Linked DNA regions of Mus musculus: region 2 is linked to region 1. A link is a contact called in public promoter capture Hi-C data. All regions are on one chromosome and are shown on one strand. Each heading gives the region's core, a stretch centred on a gene start, on an enhancer-like site or on the middle of the called end of the contact. The rest is flanking DNA. Distances are from core to core; before and after follow the strand shown.

Region 1 (4,168 bases), core at 1,316-3,815:
GCTGAAGAGTAGGATGACCCCACAAGAAGACCATCAGCCTCAACTAACCTGGACCCCTGAGATCTATCAGAAACTGAGCCACCAACCAGGCAGCGTGCGTGAGCTGGTGGAAGGCCTTGACACATTTACAGCCCAGAACTACCTGGTCGGGCCTCAGTGGGAGAAGACCAGCCTAACACTCCAGAAATTTGAGGCCCCAGGGAGTGGGAAGACCTGGTGGTGGTGGGGATCCTCTTGGAGCTGAGGAAGGAGGGGTGGTGTGATGGTGAAGTTTGGCTTGCCAGTTCTTCCTATGTTTGGTATTAAAATGCTTCGTCGAAGAAAATTTCCCCAGAAGTTTTTTGTTACTCTAAGATGTAATTTGTACAGAACACTAGAAAAAATGTCTGATTTTTTTTTTAATGGAAAAGCAAGTGTTGTTTTCAGATGTTGGAACAATGAAAGTTATAATACCACTAATTATCTATTAAAATGACTTACCACATCAAATAATGGGTGGATAAATGGGTCTCTCACAAACTATGGATACAGTCATAATAGACCTTTAAGAAAAGCATTTGGAATTTTTTTTACAGGTAAGTATACACTACACATTCCACAGCTGTTCTATTTCTAGACATCATACAAAGATGGTTCATAGCAACTGGGCTTGCGGTTTCCAAAAATAAGGAAAAACTAATCTGTTGGTTAACAGGTAAATATTTAAACTGTGGTATAACACCTGCAATAGGTTATTATTCAGGAACAACAAAGAATATGCTACTAAGTTCTCCTCATACCTCAACCCCTGGATAGTGATGTTGAGTAACAGGAACAGGACAAAATCAAGTTAAATCTGTGATCCCATTTATAGAAAGTTCTACAAGAACACGGACTCTTTAATAGTGATGGAAAGCAGATCAATGGTTGGTGAGAAAGCAGAGAGGGGAGGGGGAAACTGGCCACAAGGCATAGTGTACAAATTGACATGAGAAATGATTTTTTTTTTCTTACCAGATTTCAAGATAAGTTGTTTTTCAAGGCCATCCAATGGCTGGAGAGATGGCTCAGCGGTTAAGAACACCCAACTGCTCTTCCAGAGGTCTTGAATTCAAATCCCAGGAACCACATGGTGGCTCACAATGATCTATAATGGGATCCAATGCCCTCTTCTGGTGTGTCTGAAGACAGCGACAGTGTACTCATACACACAAAATAAATAAAATCTTTAAAAAAATCATCCAAAAATCAAAAACGAGATTTTTTAATAAAGTATTTTGACTTGGTTATGTGTGACGTGTTTTATATTTTAAAAATCATTCAATTCATACTTACTGATGCTGAAATGTTTTCATCTTTGACCAGAGAAACCTGCTAATCAAGTTGCTTACTGGTCTTAGAAACTTCCCCAGTTCTGGTTCGCTAGAGAGAGCCTTATAAATCATATTCTTCTCTGCTGGAGAACACTCAGGTTCCAGAAGCCCCACCATGTAGCTAGATTCTCCTAATTCAGTCTTCTGACGGAGCAGTAAGTGTTCTTAACCGCTAAGCCACCTCCAAACTCCCTAGTTCCTACTTTTGTGTCTATCCTATCTTCCCTATATAATATTGGTGGTGGTGTTTGAAGCAGTAGTTAGGTTGGGCATACTGGTGTACTTCATCTAGCTCATGAGTAGTGGAGGCAGGGGAATTCGGAGTTTAAGTCCAGTCTCCCTAAATAGCAATTTCAAAGCCAACATGAGATCTTGTCTCCAAAACCAAATACAAATAACAAAATTATTTTCATTTATTACTCTAAAATTTTCAGAGCATGTATATATATTTAGTATCACTACTACTCTCCCTGCTTTTGGATAAAAGGTAGCATACTTGGTGTAGTTGGTTTTATTTACTTATTTATTTTTTTAACTTATCAATAGATTGTAGAAGTTACTCCAGTTATGAATAGAAGGCTCATTTATGGCAGTAGCATACCAATGCTTTACAGTACTATAAGCTTTCCCACTAATCCTCTATTCTGAAATCTGGGAGGTGATTTTTCAATGTTTTGCTATTACATATCGTGTTGTGACGAATATTCGTGCACACCCCTACAAATTTTTACTGCCATACCTTTGGGATGTCTTACAAAGTGGGCCGGCAGAATCAAAGAGTGAGCGAGCCTATGGAAGCCTCCCAAATAAGGTGCTCTTTATTTCTGCAGTACAGAGAGGGAAGAAAACCGAGATAGGCGCTCAAGATTACTTAGCGGGTTACGAAAGAGGTGGGAGCCAAATTCGGACGCAAGTGTCTCTCGGTCAAGAAGAGAATTCAAGGGGGCGAGGCAGAGGTTCGCTAAACCATCGTCCTTGTTCTTCCGGTCCCCTCCCCTACAAGTTCTTTCTCTGAACCCTAGCCCCAGGACTTCTCACACTTTCCAACACCGCCCACTTAGTTCTTAACTCAGGGACCTTCCTGAGCTCATACTTAACCCAGGTTGTTAAAACCCAGGGTCCAAGAGAGGGCTTTGCGCATGAGCAGAGCCTGCTTTCCGCGAAGGAGTCGGCCCGCCCCCAGAGGCGGGGCTGGTGTGGCGTCATCACTCCGCGCCGCTTCCAGGCGCCTCAAGGTCGCTTTGCGGAGCGGGAGGGGCAGGTCAGTGACCGGTCCTGTGTAGGCTCGTCGGCAACATGTCAGGGTACACGCCGGATGAGAAGCTGCGGCTGCAGCAGCTGCGGGAGCTAAGGAGACGATGGCTGAAGGACCAGGAGCTGAGTCCCCGGGAGCCCGTGTTGCCCCCGCGCAGGATGTGGCCCCTGGAGCGATTCTGGGATAACTTTTTGCGGGACGGGGCCGTGTGGAAGAACATGGTGAGTGATGAGCCACACGGGTGTCCGGGTTCCCACCCCGGGTCGCAGCCTGGCCAAGCCTCCCAGCCCACTCCTCTCAGTTCCATCAAGGCCCAACCCTGTCCAGAGCCCGCATACCCGGGAGGGCCCCAAGGGACAATCAGTCCAGGGGCTCAGGTTTAGCGGAGACGCTGTCAGGTCGCTATTGTTCAGGGCTGGGGTCTGGAGTCCAGGAGCAGGTGGCTGTCAGGTGTACTGAGAAGTCGGGTCTTAGGTTTTACAAGACGCTCGCCGCACATGCAGTTCTTTCGAGTGTAGATACCTTTTCTCGGGTTAAACTGGTCAGAATTAACTGAGATCACAGGCTGTGATTTCAGTATTTGAGAACACTTACGCGGTGGGTAGGGTTGAGGTGCCAGAGACTGGCCAGCTGGTATAGTACAGCCCCATGGGGTCGCAACAGAAGACAGGGTTCTATTTGGTATGCTTTGTCAGACTCTAAAGCTCCCTTTCTACGCATCACTGTGTACGTTTAACACACTTTTAGTTACTTTTAAATTGCATTCCATGACCTCCAGGCAGAAAAACCGTTCACTCAAGGACTGCTTTTTATTGTAAGGATTCCAGATATTTTCTTGGAGACTGCTATTAAATCACATCAATGATGAGTAGCGAACATTGTGTGGGAATTGCTTTCAGCTCCTTCCAGTAATTGTGGTAGAAGTAGAAGTAGTAGTTGTACAAAGTCTTGGTTGGTTGGTTGGTTTCTTGAACAACAATGCCTTATGTCTTGCAGAATGGTGCTTATTCTGTCTTAGAATCTATGGATATTCTATAGGAAGCCTCAGAGTTAGTGAAAATACTGAAATTGGTAGGTCAGCCCCAATCTGTCAGGAAATATGTTCCATTTAGAAATTTGTAAAATAATTATCACACATAGTTGGTAGTGGTGGAATGTTTTTGTTTGGTTAGTTGGTTTGGTTTTTGTTCCACACACATTGAAAAATAAGGTAGCTCATGCTAGGGAGAGTAAGCAGCGCATGTTGGTAATCACAGCAGCTCCAGAGGCTGAGGCAGGAGGATAGCCGAGGATCTCTGCAGAGGGAGGCGGGCCAGCCTTGGCTAACGCTTGGGACCCTGTCTCAAGTGAGGGGTGGGGTGAGGCTGGAGAGGTGACTGCTTCAGACCACTTGGCTCTTTCAGAGGACCCAGTTTTGGTTCCCAGCATGCACATGGTGGCTCAAAACTGTCTGTAACTCTAGTTCCAGGGCATCTGATGCTTTCTTCTGTCTGAGCTCTGAGGGCGCCAGGCATACTCCTGGTACACATACATATATGCAGACAGAACACTTACATGCATA
Region 2 (4,849 bases), core at 1,697-4,196, 260 kb before region 1:
TAAATTACATGAATCATAGGTCTCAAGTTTTATTTTCTTTTAGGAGCAAGGAGCACAGAGAGTTAGGTAAACAGTCAGTAAGAACATAGACTTTTCGGGTTTCTTGATAAGTGCTCTGCAGCCCAGCCTCCTTAAGACACTCGACAAGCTTGAAAGGTATATACTGGTTATATCTCGTTGCCTAGGAGCTTGTGAGTTACACAGCGGATGCCTGGCAGACTGAGGATTCAGATCAGGTCAAAGCCCTCCTATACAGTGTATTGTGGGCATTCAGAGCAGAGGGAACATAAGGACAAAGGCTGAGAGATATGATGGTGGGATAGCAATTAGCTCTTTATTCTCATGCAAGACTGTCCTCAGGAGAGCCATTCTTCTCATTTCCAAGGTGGTTAAGAGAACACTTCCAGGAACACAGTGCTAGGGATACAACATCCATTTTGTTCTCTTAAAGTCATAATATAGGGCTGTCAGACAAGGCTAAAGAAAAAATAGATTTAAAAATTTGTATATATTTTGTTCTGCTCCAGCTTCCAGACTTTGGGAAAGCATTGTCCACATCTAGGTGAAACTTTCCCTATCACTTAATACTCCCTGGAAATGACTTCACAAACACATCTGGAAGTGAGCCACACCTGTCTCTTAGGTGATTTTAAGTGCAGTCAAGCTGACAATCAACTTGGCATTAACTGTTACAGTGTTCTGGACTCAGTAGACTTACGTGACTCCACTGAGGTGAAAGTATAACTCATAGACACAGAATCTAAGAAACATGGGCTGTTTATTGTCTACCAGTAGGAAAAAAATGTTTGAAAGACAATTTGGTTATCAACACTTAGAAAGTGAAAGAGATACATTAGTTTATTTTGTTCAAATATTTAAGAAGTTCAGAAACAGAACAGATGCTGTTAGCAGAGGAGGCATTTAGGAGTGAGAATGACCTCTCAGCTGCCTGGAGCTGAGATCTGGTGAAGGAAGTGATAGGAAGACTTCCCAGACTGGTTGCTAGGCGTCCCTTGACTGATGCGATGACACGTCTCAGAGCACGGGGTATCAGTAAGACGAGCCAGACAAATAAAATGAAAACAACAATTATTTTTAAAAATGCCATTGCTGCTCTATGACTCCATTCACATAAAGAAAATGGCTGGTAAAGCTGCCCTGGGTTGTCAGGAGTCAGGATGGTTCCCTTGGGTGTAGGAGCAGTGGTGAGTGACGAGAAGAGAGCTACGTGGGTGGTGATGTTTGTTCAAATCTAGTGCTGGTGTTGCAAGTAAGTGCAGTCTGCAAAAAGTCACCAGGATGTATACTTATGCTTTTCACATTTTTAAAATAAAACATTGAAATGTAAGGATGATGCCAGCGTGAAGCTGGACAGGAGAAAAGAATAAGGTTAGCTCTTAAATGGACCAAAGTAGAGACAATAAGACAATATATTGTTCTCTTATTTAAAGAGAAGATAGTTATTTAACCATTTGGCATAAATAAGGTCAGGTCTTTACAGCACATCCTTAGCTAAAATTAATGTGGGTCAGTTTTAAATTTGAATATAAAAATGAAACTGTAGAAATACTAAAAAGAGACACACACATATAAGATTATATAACACCACCATGAAAACTGACAGGAAAATGTCTGGGGAAAATTATTGCTAAAATTTCTTACAAAATATAAACAATAAAATGTTTAGGTTGGTTTCCATAATGCTGTGGATATTATCAATGTAAATGTAGTAACAAATAACTTCTACCCTATAATTGTAGACAAGTCTGTGAATGTTTGAATTCATTTTACAATGTCACACACACACTCACACACATGCAAACAAAAACAAAAACAAAATCGACCAATCCCAATCAAGCAAACAAACAGAAAAACAAAACCAGATTTACTTGGAAGAAATAGTGACCTGCCTTTCTTTCTGGTTATTTATGACCCTGTAGAATTCACTACAGAATGGCTAAGCTTCCCTGGAATGTTACCACAGTCTCTGTAAAAAGTATTCTGCAGTCTTAGAAGAAGAGAAGATGTGTGAAATTTTAATTTGTAGGTGAGAGATATCTTGTCAAAATGTACATCTTTTTGGCAAAGAATTATCATTCTGTTGGGGGTTGCTACCTGAAGTGACCCACATCTCTAAGACTTCACTGAACATATTATCAAGTGAGTCAGAGAGTGTTTCTCTGCTGCTCAGAAGTGAGTGGCATGCCCTGCCCTAGCCAGAGAGACATATGGTGGCTGGTTGCTTGTGTATGTTTAAGAGATAATAATAGAGATAGCATATTAGCTAGTGTAATGGTGTGACAGTGGGCAGACATTTTCCATCAGCAGTGGAGAAAATGTCACCAAGCTCTCCAGCATTGGTTTATAGAAGCTTCTGCTTCTAGATGACCACAGACACTACCTCCGAGGGTCCCACAGGATCCATGGGTAGATGTGGTTGCTTCTTTGTCTTAGCTCTGCCATTTAGAGAGGGCTTCTAGTTTGAGTGGATGAATCTCCGATGTATCCCTAAACACTAAACTGGCCCCATAGGCAAGAAGGAGGAACTCTAGAGGCAGTGCAAGGACAAGGTGAGATATGTTAGTGATTTAGAAATTTTTCCTAAGACAAGGACAGGGCTCTTTTGTGTACAGCTGTCACATTCTGACACTGGTATTTTTCTTTTCTTTCCTTTTCTTTTTTCCCCCTTTTCTTCCTTTCTTTCTTTTGGCCTTCCAAGTACTAGAATTACCAATGTGTGCCATCTCACGTGGCTCTGACACTAGTTTTGAAGGAAAAGGAATAGCTAGATATGCATACATACATATTTGGAATAGTGTACACTTCTGGCTTGAATAAACACTGAACAAAAATTCCATACTGCAAAGTCATCTGGGTACGGGCAGGAGTCCCTCCCCTCAAATCTGAGCATATTTCAGTGAGAGAGATAGCAGGGCTAAAAATACCCAGGCAGCAGCTGGAACATGGAAATCCTTTGGGATTTTCTTCATTTGCCTAGATTCCAGTCATAATCATGTCGAGCGTGGATTTAGTTCCCCAGATGTGAGTCCTCAAATACATCACCCCAGGTTTTGTTTATTTGGGAAACTTCCTTCCAGGTTTATAAATCCCAATAGGTCACACAAGTTTTGGCATTTTTGTATAGATTAAGAACTGTCATGAAGACAAGGTGCATAGCTATGCGGGGTGGGGGGGATAACACGCACACAAGAGTACATCATGGTCTTTGAAATTGTTTTCATTTCATTATTCAGATTGCAGAATTATCAGTGATTGTATGTACTAACTAGGAGCTTTGTATGCTTCTGAATGCCACTTAACAGATAAATTATGGGGTGTGGGTATTTCATTCAGAACAAAGAAATGCTATTAACTGGTTTTGGTGCTTTTAAAATAAACAGAAGAAACAGAAGGAGCAATGAAAGAATATAATGAGAAATCTGCTCAATTCTCAAATTTGAGAAATTAAGAACATTTGACTGTAATAGAGTATTCACTCTGTGCCAGAAGCTACACTATTCAAGTTCATATTCCATTTCCCCCAATTATCTGGTTCTAACTACTTTTAATCTATGTTTATGCAAATTGCTTTTCAATAACATCTTGCCAGTTCAGTATGCTCCCTCAGAGACTGAAGACAAAGTCAAGAAAAACCCCACCAACACTTCTGAAAATTGGCTCACCGTGTCCACCCTAATGTCATCCTGTCCACTATAATGTCACCTGTATCTGATAAGCACATTCGAACGAGAACTCTTCTGTCTGATGCAGCAGTCATGTGTGGAGTTAGTCTGTGCCAGAGACATGGTAGTTGACATTGCTCTGTCTTTCATGGGAAGGGCTGAGTACAGTACACGTGTGGGAAGAGAGAAGAAGAGTCACGGGAGGTGGGGGAGGAGTAAGAGGCAGCTCAGTATTGTGAGTCCATCCAGTTTTACCAGGGCACATTGGCATTGACTAGATGCCCAGACGAGGCCTTTGGAAGGGAGTCTTGTGTGCCAAGTTGAGAAAGTCACTTGGTCAGAAAGGAGCAATGTCAGCTTTTAAATGGTGCAAAGAAGAGAGTCAGGTATGGAGGACTGTCTTCATCACTGCTCTATTGCTGTGAAGAGACTTCGTGATGAAGGCAACTCTTATAAAAGAAAGAATTCAATTGGGGCTTGCCTACAGTTCCAGAAGGTTTCCGGGTTTCCATATCTGTATAGAGACACCACGACCAAGAAAAGACTTAGAAAGGACAACATTTAATTGGGGTAGGCATATAGGTTTTGAGGTTTAGTCCATTATCATCATGGTGGGAAGCATGGCAGTATCCAGGCAGGCATGGTACGGGAGGAGCTGAGAGTTCTATATCCTGTTCTGAAGGCAAACAGGAGAAGACTGGCTTCCAGGCAGCTAGGAGGAAGGTCTCTCAAAGCCCAACCCATCAGTGACACACCTACTCCAACAAGGCCACGTCCCCTAACAGTGCCACTCCCTGTGCCAAGCATATTCAAACCACTCCAGAGGGTTAATTCATGATCATCATGGCAGAAAGCATATAAACATGGAGCAGTAGCTGAGAACTTTATATCCTGACACACAGGCCACAGACAGAGGCTCTGGACCTTTGCATGGGCTTTTGAAACCTTGAAGCCCACCCCAGAGACACACCTCCTTCCACAAGGCCACACCTCTTTTCCTCCAAAGACTTGAGGTTTTCTTTCCCCTGTGAGATGAAAATGTACAAGATGTTTGTCCTCTTTCCCCTACCCCTTTCTCTCTCTGTAGTCTGATTCTATATATAAACAACAATTCATATTAATGAAATCAACAGTAATTCTAAGGTAATCTGTAGTGGAGAAAATTA

Evidence for each region. Promoter capture Hi-C pulls out the DNA fragments that hold promoters and counts their contacts.
Region 2: a promoter capture Hi-C map of the 3T3-L1 cell line shows a contact between it and region 1, with 2.9 times the contacts expected there. The contact joins the enhancer-like site here to the promoter of Ndufb6 in region 1. A contact is called at or near these places in 2 of 39 promoter capture datasets (the 3T3-L1 cell line and the HPC-7 cell line).

The regions. Positions count from the first base shown.
Region 1 is chr4:40,277,818-40,281,985 of GRCm38.p6, reverse strand. Ndufb6 (NADH:ubiquinone oxidoreductase subunit B6) reads left to right here and starts at 2,565. Exons shown (of 4, transcript NM_001033305.3): 1 at 2,565-2,828. The coding sequence starts at 2,649.
Region 2 is chr4:40,542,293-40,547,141 of GRCm38.p6, reverse strand. No RefSeq gene overlaps it. Among named protein-coding and RNA genes, the nearest start is that of 4933428C19Rik, 19 kb to the right of the region's middle. Within about 2 kb of position 2,946, at least 22 of the 459 cell types and tissues checked have an H3K27ac peak or open chromatin away from gene starts, as enhancers often do.